2 separate regions of the Mus musculus genome follow, and region 2 is linked to region 1. The links are chromatin contacts, called in public HiChIP or PLAC-seq maps. All regions are on one chromosome and are shown on one strand. Each heading gives the region's core, a stretch centred on a gene start, on an enhancer-like site or on the middle of the called end of the contact. The rest is flanking DNA. Distances are from core to core; before and after follow the strand shown.

Region 1 (4,299 bases), core at 251-2,750:
ACACACACACCCCAATCCATCCAAATCTGGAAACATCTGAACTTACTTTACCAATCTTATTATTTTTTAACTTCCCCTCTCATTTACCCAAATCTACGCTACTGCTTTTCCAGTGGAGATATCTCTGTTCACTCCAGATAAAGGGTGGTACCCAAAGGCTCGGCTTACTGAGCTGGTGAGTTCACTGGGGTTACTAACATGTGTGTGGGTGAGGGTTATTTACAGGAATCTGAGCAACTCTGGAAACTGCATCACCAAAAAGCCCAGCACGGGTGCTGACTCAGGAAAACTGAAACACTGGAGTTCCCTGTGTGACCTGAGGGCAGCTACACCACCAAAGGTGCCCTTCCTCTCCCAACAGCGGGTAACTTTGATATCTGTATAACTAGGCAGGGACCCCAAATCTTTAGAATTCTCTAGGCTCCCCGAATCTTTTGAGTTTCTTGGGCCTCAGAGCCTCCCAGGAGGGAGTGTTTCGATCAGGAGGAAATAACTACAGTACAAAGTTTACTTGGTTCCTTCTAGACATGGTGGAGGCTGGACAGAGCTCCACTCTGTCCCAGGGGTCTCAGGCAAAGGAACCTCACCACCACCACCACCACCACCACCACCACCACCACCACCACCACCACCACCCGTCAGCTAAACCAATGTTTTTCAGGCATCTCCAATCCATGTCGGAGAGATGGCTCTGCCTTGAGGCAGATAATTCAGAGCTCTGCACCAGCGTGAAAAATACCCTGAAATTCCAAAATGCTAGGCTAAAATCCTTTGGGTTCTAGACTCCATTCCTCCCTTCCTTTCCTCACAACTGTAACCATCTCAAGTTCAGCGCGCGGGACTTGAAAATGCACGCCCCCTGCTGGCCAACAGGGGAGCCGACATGAATCCAGTCCCTTGGAATCACTCTTGACTGTGTCGCCCATTAGGCGAGCATAACATCGCCTTAGATTCAAGAGCCCCTTCGCCTGTGTAAGAACTGTGTCCCACACTTTCCCCTACACGCAATGAGGCTTCCTGTTCATGAACCAGGCTGTCCATCCAACACTTCCCTGGGTCCAAGGATAGACTGGAATGTGGAGAAAGGCGACGGATCACGCAGGGTCCAATGCTGGCATCTGATAGGGGTAGGAGACCTGTTAGTTTGGAGGAGCGCTTACTATTCATTTTCTGGTTTGGGCATTATCGTGTTAGGAGGGGAAAATGTTAGGCTTCCTCCTCTCTCGGTGCCCTTGAACTTCATCCCCGCAACCCCGAAGCCGCAGTACTCCACAAGCCTGGCTCCACTCGGCCTGCTCCAGAAAGCAGACTGCACCTGCTCCCCATTTGCTTCAGACCCGGGTCGGTCGAGGAATCAGAGTTCCCCTAAATGCCAAGAGGGCGGCTCGGACCTGACGGTCCCCCCCACCCCCCACCCCCGGCGGGCGGGGCAGGCTCACTCGCACTCCCTCCCGGCCCTGCCCGCCTGCCTCTCCCACCCGGGACGCGCCTCCCTCCCTCAGCCCGGTGCCGAGAGCTCCGCGTCTCCACTGCTGTCTTCTCCCGCCGGGCCGGATAGAATCCGAGTCGGAGCATGGAACCAGGGCAGCCCCGGGAGGCCCGCGAACCCGGGCCAGGGGCAGAGACCGCCGCGGTACCGCGCTGGGAGGAAGCCAAGACTTTCTATGACAACCTCTCGTCCAAGAAGAAACCCAAATCGGTAAAAGTAGGGCTTGGATTTGGGGGGACACGGGAAGGGCCATTTCTAGGGACGGGTCTCAAGCCCTTTGGAAAGGGCCTCGTGGAACCCCTCCCGAAGGTGACAAGGCTCCTCCGCCCCAGAATGTGCCCAGCAGTTGGCTGGGGCTCCAGTTTATTTTGGGAGCTCTGCTATAGTGGCAGTGCCTCCGCACCCCCTCCCCCCAATCCCGGGCTCAGGTTCTACTCCAGAATACCCCTCCCCCATGCTGTCATCAGGGGCCTATCCCCTCCGGCGCTGGCAACCTGAACGCGCGGACTGCACTTGTTGGCAGAGCTGGTCAGCAACCCGGGAGCAGCGCCCTGGGCTCCGTAACTCCTAACTCGACTCTGGGAACCCGGTTGCTCGCTGGGCTCTCAGGTCTCCTCCATCTGTGCAGTCAGTTCAGCTTCCTGGCCCAAGCCTCGGCGTTTGGGCTCTAACTGAATACCCAGACCCCGGGGGATCAGGTCACTCTCCCTGCATCTTAAAGGAACGATTACTTGCTCTAGGCTCAGGGCTTTGCTCCCAGGCTCTGGAGCTCCCAGCGCTGGGCTTTGCACCTTAGACATTGCTTCTGATCTCAGTGGTGGCATCAACCATTTGCAACTTCACACAGAGGCAAGCATTCCTCTTCCTCTGTTAGGAAAGTTCATGATACCTTAGCGTTGTTCACGCCTCTCCGCCTTAGACCCAGGAACTTGGGCAAGGGATTGAGAATAGAAAGGGACCCAAAGGCGTTACACAAGGACTTCCAGTCCGACCTTAAAGCATTCCACTGCTTCACTACAACGACTTTACCCAGGAGGCTACCCCATCCACAGTCACCTCTAGGCCTTGGCTCATCCTGGTGACAGAGATATTAAGTGTGGTCTGCCTGTCTCAGGAGTTTGGAGTGTGACCACGGAGGCTCTAGAGATGGTGGATTCTCAGGTAAAAGATCCTACATGCTGTGGGAGCACTGGGGGGGAGGGGGTGACTGCCACTGAGAAGGCTTTGGGATAATGACTTTTGAGCTGATCTTAAAGCTTCAGTGGGTGGGATCTCCTGGGAGGGTGGGAGGGGCAGAGGAGTGAGTGAAAAGCAAGAAGCTGTCTTTGAAGCTCAAGAACTTGTTCAGAATTCACACTTAGACATGCAGGATCATTGGGGAAAGTGTTACAAGGACTCAAAAGGCTCCCAGGCAAGGGACCCCTCTGACTGAGTACCTTGTGAAAGGGCCAGAACCTTATTTAACGGGGCTGAGGCTTTCACGCTGGGTTCTGTGGAACCCTGTGTCTCAAGCAGTCTTCAGACCTGTGAATCCTTTCTTTTAGAAAGAGTACTTTAAATATTTGAAAATAAAGCAGCTCTTCCCATGTTCAAGTATTTGGGGGTGCAAACTGGACTCTCTCAGAACTGTGCAGAAACATAAAAATAAATTGGCTGGATACTGAAACTTCTTGTGTCTATGGTGGCGACCTAACCCCTGCTTTCAAACATATTGTCACCTAAACTGCTGGGGTTTTCTTGTTGTTGTTTTGTTTGTATGTTTGTTTTAAGATGTATTTATTTCATGTATGTGGTTACACTGTTGCTGTCTTCAGACACACCAGAAGAGGGCGTCGGATCCCATTATAGATGGTTGTGAGCCACCATGTGGTTGCTGGGAATTGAACTCAGGACCTCCGGAAGATCAGTCAGGGCTCTTAACTACTGAGCCATCTCTCCAGTTCCCAAGGTGTTGTTTTATTGATTAGTTTTGCAACAAATGCACTCATATAGATGTATAGATATAAGAGCTGAATTGTAAAAGAGATGTATAGCAGTTATATCCTTGGTTTACACATGGCGGGGGGGGGGGGAGTTCTGCCTAAGAATTCATTTGACTAAATGGTCAACCTACCTTTAAAAATATCAGCATCATAATGGAACTGTTGCAGGATCTTTATTATTATTATTATTATTATTATTACTTATCAGGGATTAATTTGGTTCCACTTTCATTTTATGAAAATCACACTGGGCTGTTTATCGGGTGGATTGAAAAGGGCGGGTCTGGCAGCAGTCTTGCTAATGAGATAGCAAAGCTGGACAAATAATGTCTGGTCCCGGGGATGGGGAGGAGAGCCTGCTGGAAAACAGGAGAGAACCTTCATTGTTCAAAAATCCACTTCCTCCCTGAGCATCAGAGAACCAGGCCATGATCAGTCATGTCCCCCCATTGGCCTTGAACCCTGGTCTGATTAGGTGAAGTTCCCAGCTCCTGTCTTTCCTGCCATAGCCCCTCCTCCCATGGGCTATTTTGGGGGTTGTAAGCCTCATGGGCCCCATCGGGGCCTGGCCTGGCCTCATTATCATTCCCAAGAGCTTAAGTAAAATATTTAACCTAGTGAAGACCATCAGAGACCCTCATCTCTTGGGGTCAGGGGCCTTCACCCAGAGCTATCCTGTCCTCGTCTCTCCCATCCCTCCTGTGTCCTTCCAGAAATAACAGCTTCTTTGGCTACATTCCTATCTTGAGTGCAATAGACAGATTGTTGGTCTAAGTAGGAGCTCCGCAGGCAGGCCAGTGGGGCTGAGCTGCTCTCTATTCATTCTTC
Region 2 (3,861 bases), core at 131-2,630, 51 kb after region 1:
AAGGGACCCTTTGAAGCCAAGGTCCACAACTACATACAGACATCACTAATCAATTTCACATTCACAGACACTTCCTGACCTTGCCCTCATGGCAGACATCACTAATCAATTTCACATGCTGTTCCTTTCTTATTTCCTTAAGATTTATTTTTAATTTTATTTGGGGGTGTCTTAGTCAGTGTTCTGTTGCTGTGAAGAGACACCATGACCATCGCAACTTTTATAGAAGAGAGCATTTAATTGGGGCTGGCTTACAGTTTCAGGGGTTTAGTCCATTATCACCATGGCGGGCAGCACGGCAGCTCACAGGTAGAGGTGGAGAGGAGCTGAGAGAGCAACATTCAGACAGGCAGGCAGCCGGAAGAGACAGTGAGTGACACTGGGCCTGACTTGAGCATTTGAAACCCCAAAGTCCACCCCTTGTGTCACACTTCCTCCATCAAGAAACTTCCTCCATCAAGAACACAACCCTTAATCCCTGTCAAATAGTGCCACTCCCTCATGACCAAGCATTCAAATCTATGAGCCTATGAGGGGGGAGGGGCATTCTTATTCAAACAACCACAGGGCATGTGTATGTGTATGTGCATGTATGCATGCGTGTGTGTGTGTGCATGTATGTGTGTGGTGTGTGTATATGTGTGCATGTATGTGTGTGCATGTGTGTGTGGTGTGTGTATGTGTATGTGTGCATGTGTGTGTGTGTGTGTGGTGTGTGTATGTGTACGTGTGCATGTGTGTGTGTGTGGTGTGTGTATGTGTGTGTGTGTGCATGTGTGTGTGTGTGTATGTGTGTGTGTGTGTGCATGCATCACATTCATGGGGAGGTCAGGATCAGCTTGCTCCTTCCACCTTGCTTTTCAGGCAGGCTCTCTCTCATTTCTTTTGCTGCTCTGCACTGAGCAGCTTCTAGCTGGTTCTTCCATTTCTGCCTCCCCCCTCCCCCCTTAGGAGCTCTGGCATCACAGTGGGAACCTCACACCCAGCTGTTTACATGAGTTCCTGGAGTTGAACTCATACACTGCACCCACTGAGCCACCTCACCAGCCCACTCTTGTCCCTTCTTAAGACGGCTAAAACCCAGAAGCAAACTTGATCAATCATTGTTGGCATAGGGGAACCATGTGCCTTCTCTGGACTCTCCTAGCCCTGTCAGGCTCTCACTCAAGACTGAGTTCATGGGTAACCAGGTTTGGGGATTTCCAGTTTTGTCCCTGTAGTATGTGAATAACTGGTCCGAAGCACCTGGCCCCGTGCCATGACCAGCAGGGAGATGCGTGGGTGTCATCCATTCTGCCTCAGTCCCTTAGACAGGGGTCTTATTGAGATTCTGTGTGGGGTGCTGTATGGTGGCTTTGGACACAGGCCAGCACTTGAAGTGCTAAAGGAGGAACACAAAAGCCCTAGGCCAAACCCTGGCAACTTCCCTGCATGGTCAGAAGCAAGGCTAGGATTGAGACCTCCTAGCCAGTACCTAGCCTCCCGAGCACAGACGTGGATTCCTACCACCAATAACTCAGAGGCATCTCAGACGACCATGCCCAAAGCCACACGCCAGGTCTCTTCAGATCTGGTTCCTCTGATGCAGTCTTCAGACCTTCAGGGTTTCTGGAAACAGCAACTTGGTCCTTCCGGTTGCTCAAGCATAAAAAGTTCTAGAGTTGGCCCTTGAACAGCCGTTTTTCTGTCTCTGTCTCTCTCTGAGAGAGCGAGGTTTTATATGTATGAGCATTGGCATCCCATGCATGCAGGCATGGCTGGTGACTGCAGAGGCCAGAAGAGTGCACTGGATCCCCAGGCGTTGCAGTTACAAGCACTTGAGCTGCCACATGACTGGCGGGATTCAAACCCAGGTCCTCTCCAAGGGCAACATCTGCCCTTAACTGCTGAGCCATCTCTCTAACCCCTTGAACCTCTTTCTTACAGCCCACAGCCAGTGTGCCAGCAAGCCCTAGTCATTCCGTCTTTGAATTGCTCTGGTGTCCTGTGACACTGGCCTCTGCCATTCCTTGCAGGCAGGTATCCTGTTGTGGGTTCTTTGGACTTTCCTCAGTGCCCGTTCGGTATAGGATTCTCTAACAGCACCCACTTTCGTGTGTGCTCCCTCAAGCCCCAGCATCCTAGCACTCCCAGCTGCCTTCTACGCTCTGGTTTTGGCATACTAAGAATATACCAAGACTATTACTAAAAATATACCAAAGATATTACTAAGAATATACCAAGAATATTATTGCAATATCAAGGCTAGCCTGATCTACATAGGAAGTCCCAGGCCAGAAGGGGCTACATAGGGAGACACTGCCTCAGATAATAATACCAAGAACAACAATAAAATAAAAACCTCAACATTCCTCATTTTTGTCAGTTTTTCTTCTTAGAATCCTTCAGGTGATAGGAAATTTTCCTTTCTTTTCTTTTTTATCTTGTGCTATTCTGGTTTTGGGGGGGGTGGGTGTGTGCAGGGGTGTTCAGTGTTCCTTTGGTTTGGTTTGGTTCGGTTTGGTTTCAGTTTTTCAAGACGAGTTTCTTTGTATGGCTCTGGCTGTCCTGACACTAGCTCTGTAGCCCAGGCTGGCCTTGAACTCACACAAATCCACCTGCTTCTGCCTCCCGAGTACTGGGGTCAAAGGTGTACACCACCATGGCCCCACATATTGTTCTGCTTTTTAATTTTATTTATTTGTTTGTTTGTTTGGTTGGTTGGTTGGTTGGTTGGTTGGTTGGTTGGTTTTTTGAGACAGGGTTTCTCTGTGTAGCCCTGACTGTCCTGGAACTCACTTTTGTAGACCAGGCTGACCTCAAACTCAGAAATCCCCCACCTCTGTCTCCCAAGTGCTGGGATTAAAGGCATGTGCCACCACCGCCCAGGTTCTGCTTTTTTATAAAAGAACATTTTTTAAAAGATTTTATTTATTTGTTTGTTTGTTTGTTTGTTTGTTTATTGTATGTGAGTACTCAGTGCACTATCACTTTCTTCAGACACATCAGAAGAGGGTCTCAGATCTGTTACAGATGGTTGTGAGCCACCATGTGGTTGCTGGGAATTGAACTCATGACTTCTGGAAGAGCAGTCAGTGCTCTTAACCACTGCACTGAGCCATCCCTCCAACCCTATTGTTCTGGTTTTTAAGACAGTGTCTCACTCTGCAGCCCAGGTTGGCCTGAGAGTTATTGTGTAGCCCAGGTTGGCCTGAGAGTTATTGTGTAGCCCAGGTTGGCCTGAGAGTTATTGTGTAGCCCAGGTTGGCCTGAGAGATATTGTGTAGCCCAGGTTGGCCTGAGAGTTACTGTGTAGCCCAGGTTGGCCTGAGAGTTACTGTGTAGCCCAGGTTGGCCTGAGAGTTACTGTGTAGCCCAGGTTGGCCTGAGAGTTACTGTGTAGCCCAGGTTGGCCTGAGAGTTATTGTGTAGCCCAGGTTGGCCTGTCCTCATGCCTCAGCCTCCCAAGCACTGGGAATGCAATGAGTCTCCAAAGCCAGCGAGTTCTTTGTGTGTGACTACTAACTGTATTATAAAACTGTAATAGTATGCAATATTAATAAATGATTTATTACAAATAATAAGTTATAAAATGGGTTATGGATCAAATTCTGGCTTAGCTGCAAATCCTTTAAACGATTGGGGTATTTCTCATAGCCTATGTGCCTGTTCTTTATCCATTACTGCCCCCTAGTGGTCCATCAAAATAACATAATTGCTCACTGATTTATAGGCACTCTTGGTTTATCCTGATAAATGCATTGACCGTACCTGAGCTTCACGTGCCAACAGAACAGTGGGCACACTGCTGAGCTCTGTTCTTCACCCTCACAGCTGGATGGATGACTCGTGGCTGTATCTCCCTGCTATCGGCCAACATCC

The links. HiChIP or PLAC-seq counts read pairs in DNA pulled down with a chosen protein or histone mark.
Region 2: an H3K4me3 HiChIP or PLAC-seq map of stem cell-derived neural progenitor cells shows a contact between it and region 1, with 2.7 times the contacts expected there. The contact joins the enhancer-like site here to the promoter of Nt5c1a in region 1. A contact is called at or near these places in 15 of 39 promoter capture datasets (the 3T3-L1 cell line, 3T3-L1-derived adipocytes, the C10 cell line and 11 more), 6 of 15 datasets of contacts at CTCF or cohesin (CD8 T cells, the G1E-ER4 cell line, the NIH/3T3 cell line and 3 more), 159 of 484 Hi-C or Micro-C datasets (8-cell embryo, the AML12 cell line, B cells and 91 more), 25 of 115 datasets of contacts at active chromatin or transcription factors (CD4 single positive thymocytes, Th17 cells, astrocytes and 17 more) and 5 of 9 other capture datasets (adipose tissue, embryonic stem cells, embryonic tail and 2 more).

The regions. Positions count from the first base shown.
Region 1 is chr4:123,199,985-123,204,283 of GRCm38.p6, forward strand. It overlaps Nt5c1a (5'-nucleotidase, cytosolic IA), which reads left to right and starts at 1,501. Exons shown (of 6, transcript NM_001085502.2): 1 at 1,501-1,699. The coding sequence starts at 1,574.
Region 2 is chr4:123,251,116-123,254,976 of GRCm38.p6, forward strand. No RefSeq gene overlaps it. Among named protein-coding and RNA genes, the nearest start is that of Heyl, 19 kb to the left of the region's middle. Within about 2 kb of position 1,381, at least 13 of the 459 cell types and tissues checked have an H3K27ac peak or open chromatin away from gene starts, as enhancers often do. A contact at or near this core is called in 8-cell embryo, neural progenitor cells, neural stem cells and 4 more, where this site is marked.